3 separate regions of the Mus musculus genome follow, and regions 1 and 2 are each linked to region 3. The links are chromatin contacts, called in public Hi-C maps. All regions are on one chromosome and are shown on one strand. Each heading gives the region's core, a stretch centred on a gene start, on an enhancer-like site or on the middle of the called end of the contact. The rest is flanking DNA. Distances are from core to core; before and after follow the strand shown.

Evidence for each region. Hi-C and Micro-C count contacts between places; a contact is called where the count stands out from the background.
Region 1: a contact with region 3 is called in a Hi-C map of pancreatic cancer cells, with 2.7 times the contacts expected there. The contact joins the enhancer-like site here to the promoter of AI115009 in region 3. A contact is called at or near these places in 4 of 39 promoter capture datasets (hippocampal neurons, neutrophils, second pharyngeal arch cranial neural crest and 1 more), 8 of 484 Hi-C or Micro-C datasets (the HL-1 cell line, embryonic stem cells, nephron progenitors and 1 more), 2 of 115 datasets of contacts at active chromatin or transcription factors (VIP interneurons and embryonic stem cells) and 3 of 9 other capture datasets (adipose tissue, liver and pancreatic islet).
Region 2: a contact with region 3 is called in a Hi-C map of cerebral cortex, with 1.8 times the contacts expected there. The contact joins the enhancer-like site here to the promoter of AI115009 in region 3. A contact is called at or near these places in 4 of 39 promoter capture datasets (HPC-7-derived erythroid cells, hippocampal neurons, neutrophils and 1 more), 2 of 484 Hi-C or Micro-C datasets (cerebral cortex and nephron progenitors), 1 of 115 datasets of contacts at active chromatin or transcription factors (embryonic stem cells) and 3 of 9 other capture datasets (adipose tissue, liver and pancreatic islet).

Annotation. Positions count from the first base shown.
Region 1 is chr3:152,555,382-152,558,081 of GRCm38.p6, reverse strand. All of the region lies in intron 6 of Ak5 (adenylate kinase 5), which reads left to right. Among named protein-coding and RNA genes, the nearest start is that of 3110067G11Rik, 67 kb to the right of the region's middle. Within about 2 kb of position 1,436, at least 74 of the 459 cell types and tissues checked have an H3K27ac peak or open chromatin away from gene starts, as enhancers often do. A contact at or near this core is called in the HL-1 cell line, pancreatic cancer cells and pancreatic islet, where this site is marked.
Region 2 is chr3:152,578,902-152,581,601 of GRCm38.p6, reverse strand. All of the region lies in intron 6 of Ak5 (adenylate kinase 5), which reads left to right. Among named protein-coding and RNA genes, the nearest start is that of AI115009, 87 kb to the left of the region's middle. Within about 2 kb of position 1,426, at least 4 of the 459 cell types and tissues checked have an H3K27ac peak or open chromatin away from gene starts, as enhancers often do. A contact at or near this core is called in cerebral cortex, where this site is marked.
Region 3 is chr3:152,665,483-152,668,182 of GRCm38.p6, reverse strand. AI115009 (expressed sequence AI115009) reads right to left here and starts at 1,270. Exons shown (of 4, transcript NR_040386.1): 1 at 351-1,270. Ak5 (adenylate kinase 5) reads left to right here. Exons shown (of 14, transcript NM_001081277.2): 1 at 1-383. The coding sequence starts at 324.

The DNA.
Region 1 (2,700 bases), core at 187-2,686, 110 kb after region 3:
CCTGCCCAGCCCAGCCCGGCCCTCCCCTACCCCCGACCCACCCAGCCCTCACCTACACTGTCTAGCCACGCCCACCCTATCTAGCTCCGCCCCGCCCTGCCCCCACTCCGTCCCGCCCACCAAGCCCTGCCAAGTACAGTCCAGCCCCGCCCTACCTAGCCCAGCCCTCCCCTCCCGGTCTAGCCACGCCCCATCCTATTCAGCCCCGCCCTGCCAAGCCTAGCCCCGCCTTGTCTGTAAGTGGCTCTAGTGTCAAGAAATGTCCTCCTAACTAGAGAAGAGAGCAGGCCTCTCTGTGAGGAAATAGACTGTGCACTGGCCTTAGCCACAGCAGATGCCCTTGGACCCTGATCCTCATCAGGTGGTGGGGTTCCGTTTTTTGTTTCTCTTGACCATAATCTTCTTTTGTATGTTTTAAATAGAATCCCTCTTCCCCCTTAGATTACTGACGTGTTACAACTGTCTATGGCTCTCAGAACTCTCTTGGCATTTCTCCCTATGGCTGACGACTGCGCTTGTTGCATCATCTTTCTGGTTATGCTATTTTTTTATTTTAATTTCCTTTATTCTGCCAGTGGGTTCTTGTTAAAGAAATAAGTGAAATATGTCCCGGTGCATAAATATTCTGGAGTAATGTCCTCATTCATAAATGTGCAACAAGGAAGAATGTGTACCATAAGGAAAGAGGGAGAAACACGAGGAAATACTGTCACCATAGAACGAGCAGGATGGCAGGAAGAGAATAATAGATTAATGCAAAATGGAGGTGTAGTATTTGAGGAGTCACTACGAATGGCAGGAAACGATGTCAGGAATTAACTCTAAAATTGTGATCAAGAAATAACATAGGAGCTGGAGAGATGGCCCAACTGTCATGAGTACTCTCTGCTCTTGCAGAGGGCCCAGATTCAGTTCCCAACACCCACACAACGGCTCAGACCCATCTGTAACTCCAGTTCCAAGGGATCCAGTGCTCTCTTCTGCCTCCCACAGGCACACACAGGTAGTGCACATACCTATAGACAGGCAAACCACTCATACACATAAAATAAAAATAAAGTAAATCTTTAAAGAAAAAGATTAACAGTAAAGGCACACTATTAATAATAACAGAAAACAAATAAATCATGTTTGCCTGCCAAAAATACAAGACTGCTGGTTTTCTTTAAGCCTTAATAATGTGATAACCACAGCGTTGCTTCTTATAATGTCTGTGCTCCTGACTACACAGATCACTTTTTATAAATCAATACTATCTTTAAGCTCTTGGCCAAATAGAGATTTGAGGCTCTGTCAAGGACTATACAGGGTTACCAGAAGCCAGTCCTTTCCAAGAGTCTGTGGGGTTTTTTTAAATTCCAGGAAGACAACATTATAAGCCAGCATAGCTCAGAAACAATAGCGACAGCCCGGCTGGAATGAGTCAGCACTCCCGAGAAAAAGGTGCAGGCTTCCACTGATGGAGAAGTGTAGCCCAGAGTGTGGCAGCCAGCCCGGACAACAGAGCAAAGTGCTGGGGGGAAGGAAGGGAAGGGGAGTGAGGGGAAGAGGAAGAGGAAGAAGGGGAGGGGAGGGGAGGGGAGGGGAGGGGAGGGGAGGGGAGGGGAGGGGAGGGGAGGGGAGGGGAGGGGAGGATGCATATTGGAACTGAGAAACTCAGCATGTAAAAGCCCTTACCATCAAGTCTGACAACCTGAGTTTGGTCCTTGGAAGTAGAAAACCAACTCCCAGAGTTGTCCTCTGACCTCCACGGCATCCCCTACACACAAACACACACACACACAGACACACAGACACACAGACACACAGACACACACACATACATACACATACACACACACATACACACACATACATACATACATACACATACACACACACATAAACACACACACATACACACACACATACACACACATACATACACACACACATACATACATACACATACACACATACACACAAACACACACATACACACACACACATACACACACATACATACACACACACATACATATACATATACACACACATACTCACACACACACACACACATTCATTTTAAAGATAACAAACTTAGAAATCCACAATCGTTTGTCCTTGAAAACATTAGCAATTTTATGCTGAGTACCACTGGAAATTTCTAAGCTGTGTGATAACCAACTTTAATCATCACTAACTTTATTTCACTGAGAGCCAAGCAAAGAAACTCGGGGCCTGCTTAGCATTTTGAACGTGTGCACGTTTCGAACGTGTGCACGGAGAGGAGCACGCTTCCTTATTGTTTTCAGTTTTTATCATCATTATCATTGTCAGCGTGTGTGTACGTGGGATGTGTGTGTGTGGTATGTAGGGGTGGTGTGTGTGTCTGTGTATGTGTGATGTGTGTGTGTGGTGTATGTGTGTGCTGTAGGAAGGTGGTATGCATGTGTATGTGTTGTATATGTGTGTGTTTGTGTATTTATGGTGTGTGTGGTGTGTGTGTGAAGTGTGTTTGTATATGTGTGTGTTTGTAGTGTGTGTGTCTATGGTGGGAGTGTGTGTGTGTGTGTGTGTGAAGTCAGAAGACAACTTTCAAGCATGCTCTCTTTCCACCTTGTTGGCAGGGTGTCTCTTGTTTCTGCCATGCTGACTTTCACACTGCTAAGCCATCACGTCAGCTCAAAGGGAACAATGTCTACGAGGCGTTCCTAGATG
Region 2 (2,700 bases), core at 177-2,676, 87 kb after region 3:
ACATTCTCTCATACCATTATTCAAAGTAGGAATATAAATCACTTTTAAACCCCAAAACCACTCCAGAAAAAGCTGCTGGCAGCTCATCTGTGGACAGGTCCCTGTTCTGTTCTCAGCCAAGCAAAGCGCCCTTGGGTCTTGCTTCATTCTATCTTTTACTGTGCCTGAGAGGAAAGTGACCCATCGAGTCATGAGCAGTTATCACGCAGGCTTCCCGGATGAGACTTCCCTCTTAGGTTGAAGGTCGCTATCACATTTTCAGCCCACTTATCATATGCCCGTTGAGGTAATTCATTGTTTAAACTAAGAAATACACAAGCTAAGTAGAGCAGTTTCTTCCCCAAATATTCCTTTTAAAATTATTCGTATTATTTTTAATTATGTGTAGGTGTGTACCTCTGTGGGTGCATGTGGGGGTGTGCAGGCCAGTGCAGGCACCACTGGAGGTGGGGGTGTCAGATGCCCTGGAGCTGGAGTTCCAGATGGTTGTGAACCCAGACATGAGGGCTGGCAACAGAACTCAGGTCCTCTGGAAGAGCAGCCAGTGTTCTTAACCACTGAGCCATCTCTCCAGCCCCTCCTAATGTTTGCTATGCTTGGGAGCAGTCTTTCCTCTCACTTTGGTAAGTAAAGGTTTATTTGAGAAGTGAGCACTTAGCAGGCTAGAAAAATTTGTGAGTGCATTATTTTTACTAAGTTTAATTATGTTGTTGATAAGTGCACTGTTTGGCACTTAAAATTACTCTCCCTGTTGACCCAGCCTTTATATAGTTCCCGCTAACAAGGTTAGTTATTTATTCTGAGCGCAGCAACTCCTGATTTAATTTCCGTTTTCTCCGTAACACTGGTCTGGAAGGTTTGGTGACTCTCGCCTCACACAGCAGATGAGGAAACGGAGGATGTTCGATACAGAGCCATCTTACTCACCTGAAGGGCAGGGGGGCTCTGGTTCAACCTTATGTCCCTGATGCCTTAGGATGCCATAGCATTGTTCAGAGCACTGACCTGAAGCAGAGACGCCAGGGTCCTTTCCCTGGTGCCCACACCAGAGTCCTGATGCCCAGCTGGATCAGCAGCATGGCCAGCGGCCGTATGAAGGCAGGCAAGCCATGTGGGCTTTTGCAGCCTCTTAATGACGTCAGAAGGGGTGCCAGCATGAGTGCAGATCTGACACCCAGACCTGAAAGAGCTAATACTGGAGCAAGTGGGAGGTGACCACAGCTCACCACCATCCCCTGGGGAGTTCACACGGCACCCACACCCCTCATGTGGTTGGGAAGTGTGGAAAGGTGTTTTCTTTTTTACATTTTATGTTTACGGATACCCTGACAAGCCTATTTTCAGTTCCTCTGCTTCCCAGCTTGGGTCTGAGAGCCATACGCAGTGCAGCCAGCAGTAGATTGGAAAACAGTGACGCTCTGGATCTTCTTTTAGCTGCACAGGTGGCTTCTGTCAGTGTCGGCATCACAGAATACAACTCTTCAGAGAGGCTAGGAGAATCAGAGACTTGAAGTGGCCCCATGTGGAAAATGGTGTGGTGCAGGGGAGAAATGATGGTTTGAGTTCAGGAAGACAGGATTGCCTCTCCAAGTATGGCTGACCGTCAGAACCCCTGCTGGGCCATCTCTGTAAATCAACAAACTGTGTTAATATTTACGTCAGTGGGCTGCTGGGATGCTCAATAAGAGAATGACAGTGGAAGTGTATTGTAAATGATCAAGAGTTTAGCGGTTTCCTGATTTGTTTTTTTAATGTTTAATGTTTCTGTATCAAAAACCCAGCAGCCAAATCATGCCCCTGCGGTGAGCATTTGTGGCTCCTGGAACCATGTGAGAACACAAAGAAGGGCACCATGGGTCTATACCACTCGCAGCTCCAAGTACTGAATGGTGACTATGGAGCAAGCATGCCTTATTTAAAGTCTACAGTGACGTGGTTTAGGCTACATCCCTCCCTCGCGCCCACTGGAGACTCGTGGTGTTCTCTCACTGGCCCTGTGGAAAGGGGGCTACTAAATCTCCAGCGGATACAAACGTGAGCTAAGAAAGCAAAGACTTCATACATGCCAGGATGCTTTTCTTCAAACCCGTCTCTCCTCACCTGTGACTGCTGTCTCAATGGCTGGTGCTAGAACTCTCCTCTTTGATCCCCCGTTCTCTCTGATTTCCGAAGGGAACTGTTGGCTTTTTGATGTTATATTTACCAGGAAGGCTGAACACTGTCAGCAAAGGTAGAAGGGAGAGGGAAGGCAGGATAACAAAAAGGCTGCTTTGGGTAAACGACACCAATAAATGGCACTGCACTGTAGTAAACCAGAAGCGATGGTTCACATCCCTCCACTTGAGTTCTTCAAGTGAGGTGGCAGTCACGTCTCCACAGGTATGAAGCATATCCTGTCTCCATCTCAGACTTCAGGCCGTCCTTCCTGATCCCTTCTAGACTCCCCTCTCCTCCTGTTTGTTTTGCAGTCTCAAGTCGGCACCAAAGCCATGTGCCAGACTCCCAATGGGACAGTTCTCTCTACTCATCATGGAGGTCAGGTCAGCAAGCCTGCCCAGACTATGCTATAACGTCTGCTCAGCCCTACAGCCCTCCCTACACCTCTTCCTTCAATAACTGTGAGCGCCATCTCCTGAGACGTCGGTGCCAAGCCCCACTGACCACATGCTGCCTCTCTCACTCTCTGCTTCCTGTGTCCAG
Region 3 (2,700 bases), core at 21-2,520:
CGGCCGCCGCAGCGAGCTCCGGAGGCGCGGGCCGAGCGCGCAGAGCCGGGAGGCGGCGGCTGGTGGCGTCGGCCGCGTGGTCCTCCTCCGCGCCCCTCCCCTGGCGCTCGCGCTGCCTGCGCCCGGGAAGCCGCTGCTGCTCGCTGCTGGCTGGCGCGGGGACCGGCGCGGACGCGGGGGCGACGGGAGCGCGGACTGCACAGCTGCCCGGGAGTCGCTGAGGGGACCCCGGCCTGAGCGCATCCAAGTGAGGGCTGCGCCCCGCCAGCCCCAACCTCGGGAGCTTCCCCTCCTGCTCCCCACTGCACGCGCGCCGTACAGCCATGAACACCAACGACGCCAAGGAGTACCTGGCCCGGAGGGACATTCCTCAGCTTTTCGAGGTAAGAGGCTGGGGTGGCCAAAGGATCCCCAGCGAATGTCCCGAGGGCCAGTGCCCGGCTGCACCTTCCGGTGTAGGGTCCCTAATGAAGGCGCTCACAGAGGCTCGCCGTTCCCTTCGCCCCAGACAAGTCGCCTTGTGCGCTCGGGTCGCTCGGGTCCTTTTCAAATGCAGGCTTCGAAACCCGTATCTTGGGATCAAGTTTCCCTCTTCAAGCTGGGTACTGGATGCAGGCTGTCCCCAGAGTATCCCTCCGAGATGGGCACCCAGAATGGACAGCAGATCGTGGCCTGGCAGCACTCTCTGGGACTGAGGGTCAAGCCAGGTGAGACCAGTGTCGCCCACACGGAGGCAGGACAGGAAACTGAAGGTTCCAGAGTCCTAAACATTCCAGGCGCCAAGCGTTGGGACCCCTTGCAGGGGAGGGAAAGCGTGGACGAAGCGACTCTCCCGGGGGGGACGGCTTGAGGAGAAGGATGAAGATGGAGAGGGAGAAAAAAAACCCACACACGCATATATACACACAGCCCAGCCGATCCAGTGCAGCGCTATCTCCTGGGTCCCTGAAGCTCTAAGCGGCCAGTCAATGAACTCCCGAGCGCGTTTGCTGGTTGCTTGAAAGGTCCTCCCAGCCTCCAGCGCCAGCCCTCGCGCCCACCTACACAGACTGGGTTCGACTGGGAGCGGCCAGACAGGCGTGACTCCTGTTGCTGGCCTCTGCTGGGCTTAGCAGCAGCATCCAGCATCCGCACCAGGGACAGGGGATAGGAATGTGAGGAAGGAGGCTTGAGGAATGAGCTAAAGGTACCTGCTTCCCAGAGAGAAGTCCTGCTTCCTATTATTCTCTCCACATTCCGTCTTAAAACACCCTAAATCCGAAGCGCTTTTGCTTAGGTTATAAAACAAAATAAAAATTAAAAAAAAAAAAAAGGACGGCACCAATCCAAGCCTCATAGGATGAGCCTTAAAAATTTTGGCCTCCAATTCTGAAGGAAATGGAAGAGTAATATTATAAACCAAAGGCCACACATTGTTCTTTTTCCTGTTTAGGGGATTTTTTTCTGTTAGAAGGAAAGTGCAGTGCTTAAGACAATAATTTTTGCAATACCCCCAAACTATGTTTATTTAACCCAGGATACCATAATTACAGTGCTTGGACAGCTTTTTTTGCTGTTTTTGTAAATGTGGAAATGAAGAGCTGAAATATTTTTTTAAATTATAAATGTTAAGACCAAAACCGATTTTATTTCTATGCTTCTAAAAGAATGATAGATACACGCCTGGCGGAGTCTCCTGACATTTCTCTTCCGTGGTGCCAGGTAATGTACAGGGAGCCAGGGTGGTCTGCTCACAGAACTCTGTATGGAGTGTGCTAATGAGCCCTGGTAGGTAGCTGCTTAGGCTTCAAGCTTCCCGTTGGCTTTTCTGCATATGAATGGAATGTCCCCAAATACTGCACACACTCAAAAGGACGTCAGCTTGCTTACCTGAGAGGCACTAAACGCTGTATACTGAGACTCAGTTCAGGACAGCAAAGAGCTGGAGAAGACTATAGAGACTTCTAGGTTCCATTTGAACAGTGAGACCGATTCACTGCACAGCTTAGAGGGAAGCAGGACCTGATTGTCCATGTGACGAGTACAGACCACAAAAATCCAACACCTCAGATTTCTAAAATGGATTTTCTGTGCCAGAATCCACACTGTTCTAAGTTTAACCAGGTGCCTTCCAAAACCCCAGATGGTTGCAGATAGATAGTACATGCCATTACAGATCACAGTAACAGGTGGCTGATGCAATGTATCACCACCAAAGCCTAGAATATAATGGAACTTTTCAGATCTCTTTGGGTGGTACAGAGTATCTGCTAGGTTTGTGGTTGAAAAGTACTCCCGCTTTAAAAATAAATTAAAAACAAAACACAACAGAACGTTTGCAGCTGGTTCTGCTGTGTTCCTAATTCGCCTTTGTAATATAACTATTGGTCTCTGACCTTAGATCAGAGGTTGGCAATTAGTTGAATGCTATCAAAAGTCTAACTAGATTATTTACATATTCAGAGGGTTAACTCAGAGACTAAGCAATAGCACCAGTAGACTACCTATATTCAGTCCTGGGCTGCTGCTGGCACTTAGGAAAAAGGACTTAAGTTACCAGTGAAAGACTGAAGCTCACTGTTACCGATTTAAGAATCAGTGCCCTTTGGGGAGCTAGTTTTGTTTAGGAAAACTTGAAATGTCTGTCTCCCAGTTGGAAAACTTGCCTTGCGTATACCCACCCAACTTAAGCCTTTAGGAAAAGACAAAATTAACAGGCCT